Linked DNA regions of Mus musculus: regions 1 and 2 are each linked to region 3. The links are chromatin contacts, called in public Micro-C and promoter capture Hi-C maps. All regions are on one chromosome and are shown on one strand. Each heading gives the region's core, a stretch centred on a gene start, on an enhancer-like site or on the middle of the called end of the contact. The rest is flanking DNA. Distances are from core to core; before and after follow the strand shown. Region 1 holds the start of Trip10 (thyroid hormone receptor interactor 10). Region 2 holds the start of C3 (complement component 3). Region 3 holds the start of Mydgf (myeloid derived growth factor).

Region 1 (2,700 bases), core at 61-2,560, 1.1 Mb before region 3:
CCAGCACCTCAAACTGATCCTGATTGCAGGAGCGCGATTGGGGAACGTTAGGGTCACCTGGGTAGGAGGCACCGAAATCCCAGCGACCCGGAACAGCGGAGGTGGGGTGGGGTGGACAATCTCTCGGGGCTTAGCGGTTCCAGCAAGGGCTGGCTGGCTTCCCCAGGCGCCGCCCCGGCGTGGCGCAGGGGAGGCAGGAAGCTGGCGGGAACCCCCATGTCCTCCTCCAGGGAAGGGCCTGGACAACACGGCCAGGGCCCCAAACCAGACAGCAGGGTCTCTCGGAATCGGGGTGGCCAGCAAGGGTGTGGAAGGAGGCTAAACCACGCCAGTTCCCTCACCCCTCCTCTAATCCCCTCCAAATTCCAAAAAATCAAGAGGGCTTGGCACAAAAATCAGGCACAGAAGGGATGAGTTCGTGCAGCTCAAAGTGCGTGGAAGCAGGGTCGGGGGGCCTCTATGGCCAAATTTCCCCACTCGCCAAGATCCCCCGGGATCCTCAGTTGAGTGACTCAGTTTCCCCTGCTTCTGTGATGCCTCCACTATAGTGGCTCACCCCCACTACATCCTAAGATTGCACCGCCTCCAGAAAGAGGAGGGGTCAATAGTCCGACAAGGATTCAGGGAAACTTCTAGGGCTTCCTGGGTGAGGTTAAGAGGCGGGTAAGGGGTGGCTCCGCCCAGCGCCCGGGGCCGAGTCCTATAGCCCCTTCCCCTCCCCCTCAGCGTTCCAATTGTAAGCGGGGAAGGAACCCGGTAAGGCCCCACGTGGGACAGAAGGTGACCAAAGGGTCCCCTCCCCCTCCCAGCCGGACAGGCGGGCGACGGGCAGGGACCCAGGGGCCGTAAGATTAGCCTCCAAGCCAGGCCAGGGCGCTCAAAATAGGTGACCTCACCCAGCTGTCCCCCCTCCCTGGCCTGGTCCAGGGACTTCTTCAGATGGTCTTCCTCTCAACTCTGTGCCTCAGTTTCCCTATGCGGGTCCTGGGCAAAGTATCCCTACGTCCTCGGGGCGTCTTGAAAGTCCCAAAGGAACTTTTGAGTGAGTGCGGAGGGCAGAGGGCGGGGACCCAAGGGATCAGCTGCAAGGGAAAGCGTGGAGTCCGGGCTAAGGTACTTCGGGGACAAAGAGCGGAGAAGCCAGGACCCCAGCAAGGGAGAACCGTGGGAACTGGGGAAAAAGACTCACCCACAACTCGGTACCCCAATCCATGCTGCTCTTGCCGCCCAGGACGCCACCGCCTCCTGCCCGGGTCTCCGCCGCCCTCCACCGGAGACTCAGCCCCAGGGCAGTGTGCCCAACCTCGCCCCGCCCCGCCGCCAGGCCACGCCCACCAGCCTAGATTACAACGCCCCTTCGTGCCTTTCCACGCCTCTACTCTGCCGAGCCCCCAGCGGGGGGCTCTGAGGGCGGAGTCCAGATGATGCCCCGCCCCCCATTAAAGGGCCATGCGCCACCTCAAAGTACGCCTCGATTAATTTTCAAAATTTGTACCCCATATTTCTCTCCTCTGCCATCCCAAACTATTCATCCTTTCCTTTCAACTTCGCATTTTTTTTATAAAGGGTCAAGAGATCAAAACCCCAAATCCAAGCAGTCTTTCCCACGTGTCCCCACTCCATGGCAGGGAAAATCTGTGGTTGGTCATTAGGCTCTTGCGGGGACCTACTCGGCTCCAGAAATCTCCATTTCGTCTCACTAATAGTCTGTTTCCCTCCGGCCACAGAGATGGGATGACTTCGATCTTGCCCAGGATGCACATCCAGCCAAGGCCAGGTCCATTAGCACCCCCCAACACCACCGCATCCTGACTTCTCTTCCTTCCCGCCAGAGTCTCCTCTGAGAAACAGAGGACAGGTTGTCCTTTGGGCACCGTTCTGGGCTAGGCACACACTCACACACACACACACACACACGCATGCACGCACAGCACCGCGCACTTGCACTTGACTACACATTTTCCAGCCTCATTCAGTATGTAAGGCCCAAATCAGAACTGCCTCTAGATTCTGGGACCCTGGGGCTTAGGATTTCGGGTCCTCCCAATCATAAAAGTCCTTTCACGCCTTGTAAACCCCCTTAAGGCTCCCGGATAAAAGGGAAGAGGCCCTGTTGGCTCCCACCCCACTCTCCCTGGCTGTAGGTGCTTTCTCCGCCGCTACGCAAGTGTCAAAACACCATTGTGTTGCAGCTAGAAGAGCAGTCTAGACTTCTGAGGAAAGACGCCCTGGAGCCAGTGCTGGAACTGAGGCTCCAATAGGCCTTGGCCCCACCTGCTGGTGGCTTGTGGGCTAAGCTCTGAGATGTAAAGTGGGGTAGAGGGATGGTGGAGGAGGGTGGAGAAGGACTCAGAGTCCCAGTGACGAAAAAGGTATCACACTACGGTGGGAAGCTTCGCGCCAGGGTCAGCAATCTAATTAAGAGTTGCAAGCTACAACTAGGATCCAGCAGCTGGGACTCTTCCAGATCTGAGGACTCAGTAGGAATTGAGGAGCCTATGTTTCAGTTTGAAGTAGGGAACTCAGCTGCTGCAAGGTTACGCCTAGGGCGGAGTCTTCAGGTAGGACCTACAGCGGCATTCAGCCGAGGATTAGAGATCAGCATAGTGCGAAGAATTTTAGGCTTTTCGGTGGCCCAGCAAAGTTGAAACAAGGTAAGCTCATAGACGCGTACGTTGACTAAGTCTCCACTTCTGGCCG
Region 2 (2,766 bases), core at 186-2,685, 1.0 Mb before region 3:
ACCTGCAATTCTAGATCCAGGGATCCAACATTGTCTTCTGGCCTCTGTAGGCATCAGGCATACACATGATGCACATATATACATACATACATACATACATACATACATACATACATACATACATACATATATACATACATACATACATACATACATACATACATACATACATACATACATACATACAGGCAAAACACTCCAACACATACATATAAATATTTTAAAAAGAAAAGAAATGGTGTCATGTAGCCCAAGCTGGCCTCTAACTTGCTACATAGCAAGGTTGACTTTGAACTCCTGATCCTCTTGCCTCCAGCATCTCGTGCTGGGATTACAGATGTATGCCACCAGAATCAATCCTATGCTACTGAGTATGGAAGCACTTTCCCACTGAGCTGTATTCTAAAGCCACTATTTGTACTTTTGTCTTAAAAAACCAAAAACCAACCAACCAAACAAACAAAAAAAACCAACTAAGCATTGTGAATCATTATCTGCCTACAACCACAAAACCAACACAACTGAAAGAGATAATATAGGGGCAGGACAAGTCCTAGAGGCAGAGACAAGAGCAGGCTTTTCCTCCATGACTCTCAAAGCCCACCAGAGTCATTCAGCCACCCTGAGTGACAGGGTAGGTAAGGTCCACCTCATTCTTTTCCCTAGAAAGCAAGCATGCCCCCCGGAGGGCGAACTTCTAGGCAGCCTTCAAAACCAAAGCTTAACTGTCCCACTGCCAAGAAACCGTCCCAGATCCTCAAAAAACCAGAATTCTTTCCCACTTCAGAAAATGCTCCACAGAGCTGGGACTCTGGGCTGGGACATGCCCTCACCCCTTATCCTCCTCATAGGAAAGACTTGGATTATAAATGCATAAGTAGGGCTTGGGTAATGCCCAGCAACTGAGGAGGTAGAGGTAGGAGTTCAGAACTGTTTAGCACAGTGGTCTCCACCTTCCTGAACCTGCCACCCTTCCATGTTGTGCTGACCTCCAATCATAAAATTATTTCATTGCTACTTCACAACTCTAATTTTGCTACTGTTCTGAATTGTAAGGTAAATACTGATACGCAGGATATATAATGCAATGCCAAATGTGTCTCGACCCACTGATTTAGCAAGACCTTGGGGGTAGGGAGAACCAGCCATCCAGAAGTGCTGGGTTACTGGGACCCAGCTAAGTGTGGGAGGAGGTCACTCTAGACTTCAATGGTCTCTGGTGTAACCAAGTACAACAGGGACCAGCCCAGGTTCAGCATCTGGCCTTGACCCCAAGAAAAGCCTGAGCCAAGCAGGTACTTTCAAGCTCCAGGGTAATGGAAATGTGCCTAGGGTTACTCACCCCAAGGCTTGTTGCCCCAGGTTTGTGAAAAAGCTTAGGAAACTATGTTGCGAAATTTTGGGCAGTCCCTGGTGCAGGAACAGGGAGGGACCAGAGAGGAGAGCCATATAAAGAGCCAGCGGCTACAGCCCCAGCTCGCCTCTGCCCACCCCTGCCCCTTACCCCTTCATTCCTTCCACCTTTTTCCTTCACTATGGGACCAGCTTCAGGGTCCCAGCTACTAGTGCTACTGCTGCTGTTGGCCAGCTCCCCATTAGCTCTGGGGATCCCCATGTAAGTAGTTACCTTTTGGGGGTGCAGTTTCTTATACAATTTAGGAGTCACCTAGGTGAGTCACCTAGGAGTCACCCACTTGGGGGGAGACAGGGATGTTAAGAATTTGTGCTGGGGGCTGGAGGATGGCTCAGTGGGTATGAAGTCTTGCTGCATGGACATAAGGACCTTAACTCAAACTCCCAGCACCCACAGAAAAGCCAGGAGTGGCCTCCAGAGCCTGTAACCCCACACTGTGGGGCTGGAGACCAGATACTGGGGCTTGCTGACTGCCAGCCCAGTGCCAGGTTCAGAGAGAGATGTTGACTCAAGGTGTGGGGAGGGAGGGGCATAGAACAGGACACCGGACATCTTCCTGTGACGTGACATACATACATACATACATACATACATACATACATACATACATACATACATACAAACAGAGAGAAAGAGAGAGAATGTGAGTGTTTGGGTTGTCTTATGTTCATAGAACTCAGGTATTGTAGCATTGGTGTGCCTACTTATGAAGAAGAAGGTCTATAGATTTATGGTGTCTGTGATGTCTTGTGGTTTAGGCAATGGTAAGTTTTAAGATGTGAGGACTGGAGGGTTGTTGGGGTCTATAGCCCTTGTGTGGACTGTCAAAAGCCAAGCTCAGCATTGGGCCTGATTACATGGACCTGTCATCCTGTCCACTCTGGAAGCCCAGGCAGGAAGTGTACACATTCCAGCCAAGCCTGGGCTACAGAGTGAGTTCAGGGCTAGCCTGAACAACTTAGTGAGATGCTGTTTCCAAACAGAAAAGTGAGGAGAGGCTGAGGTATAGCTTAGTGGTAGAGAGAGCACTTTCTCAGTACAAGCAAAGTCCTTATGGCTGGTACCCAGTGCTGAAGCCAGGAAAAGACAGCTTCTAGTGGCTAAGGGAAAGTGGGCTGTGGTTTGGTACCTTCTTGTGTGGGGAGGACGTGGATCCAGGCATCTGCTCCAGCACTGAGAACTAGAACACGCTAGAACTAGGGACTGGGCCAGCCAGAGTGAGGGCTGAAGTCTCAGGCCTTGAGGTGACATCTGCTCCCACACCCCACGGTCAGGTATTCCATCATTACTCCCAATGTCCTACGGCTGGAGAGCGAAGAGACCATCGTACTGGAGGCCCACGATGCTCAGGG
Region 3 (3,071 bases), core at 383-2,882:
AGCGATTGGTGGCTTTTTTTTTTCCCACCCCCTTTCCCTGCATCAGGCCCATGGCTAAGGGTGGAAAGTCCTTTCTGGCTGCAGCCAGCTTTTGCTGAAGCGACATCTCTGTGGGACTGCTGGGGGTGGGGTAGGCTGGGGAGGAGATGAGCCACTGTGGACAGCTCCTGTGAGGGCTGCAGGCTGAGATGTCACTGGTGCTGCCACTTTTGACAGCACTTGTGGGACACTTTACTGCAGCAGCCCATAGGCTGGGGTGGAAAGGAGGACCCCGCCACTACTCTGATGGCTTTTGTGGTGCACCGCTCAGGGACTACAGGAGGACTGGGATGGGGCAGGCTAAGGTGGCATCAGCAGCCATTTGAGAGGAAATGAGGTACTTGTAACTAGATAGAGGATCACTTAGCCGTAGAGTCTAATTTTAAGATACTTATTTTCTGTTGTGCAAGGCTGCTTGCCCCAATTCACATGTAGTGAGAACAGCTTTTAGGAGTCAGTTCTACCACCATCTAGTGACCAGGGCTGAAGTCATGGCTGCAAGCCCTTTACTCACTATTCCATCTCGCTGGCCAGTGGAAAGATGGGAAAATTATTCAGCAGCAGAGGGCTGGCCAGGCATGCTCTAGGTCCGGTAACAGCATAGCAACACCTGTGACCTATAGGAAGCTGCAAAACCGGAAGAATTCACTTTTAAAGTATTGCTATTATTATATTATTTTCATGTCTGTCTGTGTACCACATGCATACCTGGTACCTGCAGAGGCCAGAAGAAGACATCGGATCTCTTGGAAATGGAGTTAAAGTTGTAAAGCACCATGTGGGTGCTGGGCTTCAAATCTTGGTCCTCTATAGAACAGCCAGTGCTCTTAATTGCTGAGCCATCACCGCAGCCCTCACAATAAAATATTTTTGAAAAATATGCCGGGAAGTGGTGTCGCACACCTTTAATCCCAGCACTTGGGAGGCAGAGGGAGGTGGATTTCTGAGTTTGAGGCCAACCTAGTCTACAGAGTGAGTTCCAGGACAGCCAGGGCTACAGAGACCCCCCACCAAAAAAAACACAAAAAACAAACCTTAATACACACACACACACACACACACACACACACACACACACACACACACACACACATATATGTAAAATATGTTACAAAACAAAAAACAATCAACAGGTGGTGGTGGAGGCCTACGCCTTAATCTCAGCACTCAGGTGGCAGAGTCAGGCAGATCTCTGAGTTCCCGGCTAGCCTGGAGAGATTTCCAGGACCTTGTCTCGTCAAAACCAAAAAAATAGGACAAATAAAAGTGAAATAAACCATATTTATTAACAAATGGATAATCTAACAAAATTAAACACTGTCAACCCCCATGTTGTCCTGAAGTGAGTCCGGGAGCCCATTTAAGTGAGATATAAAAATATCCGGGGGGGAGGCAAAAGTTACCTGCAAACTCCAACCCAAACAAGCGCCAAGACGAAGTCGCCCTCCAGGCATCCGCGAGCGTCAATCAGAGGCGCTGTAGTGCATCACGTGCCAAGTCGAGTCCCGCCCCACCATGGCAGCCAAATCGGGCGGGGCGACGTTGTCACCGTTCGGCGCTGACGTGTCCCGCGCGTGTCACTCCACGTTCGCGAGCGCCTGCGCATTGCCCCGGAAGCAAGATGGCAGCCCCCAGCGGAGGCTTCTGGACTGCGGTGGTCCTGGCGGCCGCAGCGCTGAAATTGGCCGCCGCTGTGTCCGAGCCCACCACCGTGCCATTTGACGTGAGGCCCGGAGGGGTCGTGCATTCGTTCTCCCAGGACGTAGGACCCGGGGTACGTGCTAAGCCTCCTGCCCGGGAATCGATGCCTATGGACTTCCGATCAGGTGGTCCTGGAGACCGGGTGGAGTGGCAGAGGCAGGGTTACCTGAAGAAGGGACCTGGCTGCCTCGTCTGTCTTCTGTCAGTCACTCCCTACCTGCAAGGCGACTTCCCCTTGCCCATCTCATTGTAGAAAAGGGAATACTGGTTGATAAGAGCAGCGGATCTAGGGGACTGGCTATACAGGTCGCACGTGGGTTACTCACTGAACCCGGACTAGAGCGGGAGCACCCCCCAAGCCTTACACGAGTCCATCACCTCTCCTTTCAGCGAGCCAGCAGTCAGCCTAGCCTCTGCCCGCCCCAGCTTGGCTTCTGGGACAGCGGTGTCCCTAGTGACCATTTCTTGAGACCATTACTATAGTCCTGTGCTTTCTGGCAGGTTTGTGTTGTGGGCAGGAAGCAGTACAAGCTTGTATCTAACAGGAGCCCCGAGTACTGACCTCATAGGTGATGTTCTAGGGATGATTGCTGAAGGCCATTTGACCTTCCTAGGAAATCACAGTGATTTGAGCAAAGTTCTGAGCTCCTGAGAGGAGAGAGATCTGGTGGCCTCTGGAGGGTGTACTGAGGGATGGAACCTAGAGTCTCACATCGGCAGAGCCAGGGTTCTGCCCCGCCCTAGGCAGGGGCTCCACCCCTGAGCCACATCCCTAGCTCCTCATTAGGGGATTCTAGGTGGGACTCCACCCCTGAGTCACCCTCCCAACCCCTCACTGCTGGATTCTGGACAGGCTCAACCCTTGACCTTCTGGGCAGGGGCTGATGTATATCTCAGTCCTTTTTGATCTGTTTTACATCGGGACAGCACCTTGCTAAGTCACCCAGGCTAGCTTATGTCCCAGTTCCCAGTTCTGCGTCAGCCTCCTGGATACCAGAGATGATGTGCATACAGGACCATGCCCAGTATGCTAGGGTCTTGGTTCTGAGTATTGAGATCTTTGCTCTTCAGCCTCCTTTTATTTCTCCTTCTACAGAACAAGTTTACATGTACATTCACCTACGCTTCCCAAGGAGGGACCAACGAGGTAAGTTCCTCAGGGTGTCACACGACTGGTGTCAAGGGAAAGTGGCCAGACTCCCGAGGCTCTAAAGTCCCAGTCCCTTGAGCCTGAAGGACTTCTAGTTGCCTTGGCTTCCGCCTAATGGAATCAGCAGCCCACAGTGCTGATCCCTGACTCTTAGTCTATGTGTAATCAGTGAGCCACCAGA

The links. Promoter capture Hi-C pulls out the DNA fragments that hold promoters and counts their contacts. Hi-C and Micro-C count contacts between places; a contact is called where the count stands out from the background.
Region 1: a contact with region 3 is called in a Micro-C map of embryonic stem cells, with 5 times the contacts expected there. The contact joins the promoter of Trip10 here to the promoter of Mydgf in region 3. A contact is called at or near these places in 1 of 484 Hi-C or Micro-C datasets (embryonic stem cells) and 2 of 115 datasets of contacts at active chromatin or transcription factors (microglia and pancreatic cancer cells).
Region 2: a promoter capture Hi-C map of liver shows a contact between it and region 3. The contact joins the promoter of C3 here to the promoter of Mydgf in region 3. A contact is called at or near these places in 2 of 39 promoter capture datasets (both in liver).

Annotation. Positions count from the first base shown.
Region 1 is chr17:57,248,061-57,250,760 of GRCm38.p6, reverse strand. Trip10 (thyroid hormone receptor interactor 10) reads right to left here and starts at 1,310. Exons shown (of 15, transcript NM_001242389.1): 1 at 1,190-1,310; 2 at 1-19. The coding sequence starts at 1,213. It also overlaps a transcript of Gpr108 not described here.
Region 2 is chr17:57,226,805-57,229,570 of GRCm38.p6, reverse strand. It overlaps C3 (complement component 3), which reads left to right and starts at 1,435. Exons shown (of 41, transcript NM_009778.3): 1 at 1,435-1,615; 2 at 2,689-2,766. The coding sequence starts at 1,536.
Region 3 is chr17:56,182,481-56,185,551 of GRCm38.p6, reverse strand. Mydgf (myeloid derived growth factor) reads left to right here and starts at 1,632. Exons shown (of 6, transcript NM_080837.2): 1 at 1,632-1,813; 2 at 2,837-2,887. The coding sequence starts at 1,661. It also overlaps a transcript of Tnfaip8l1 not described here.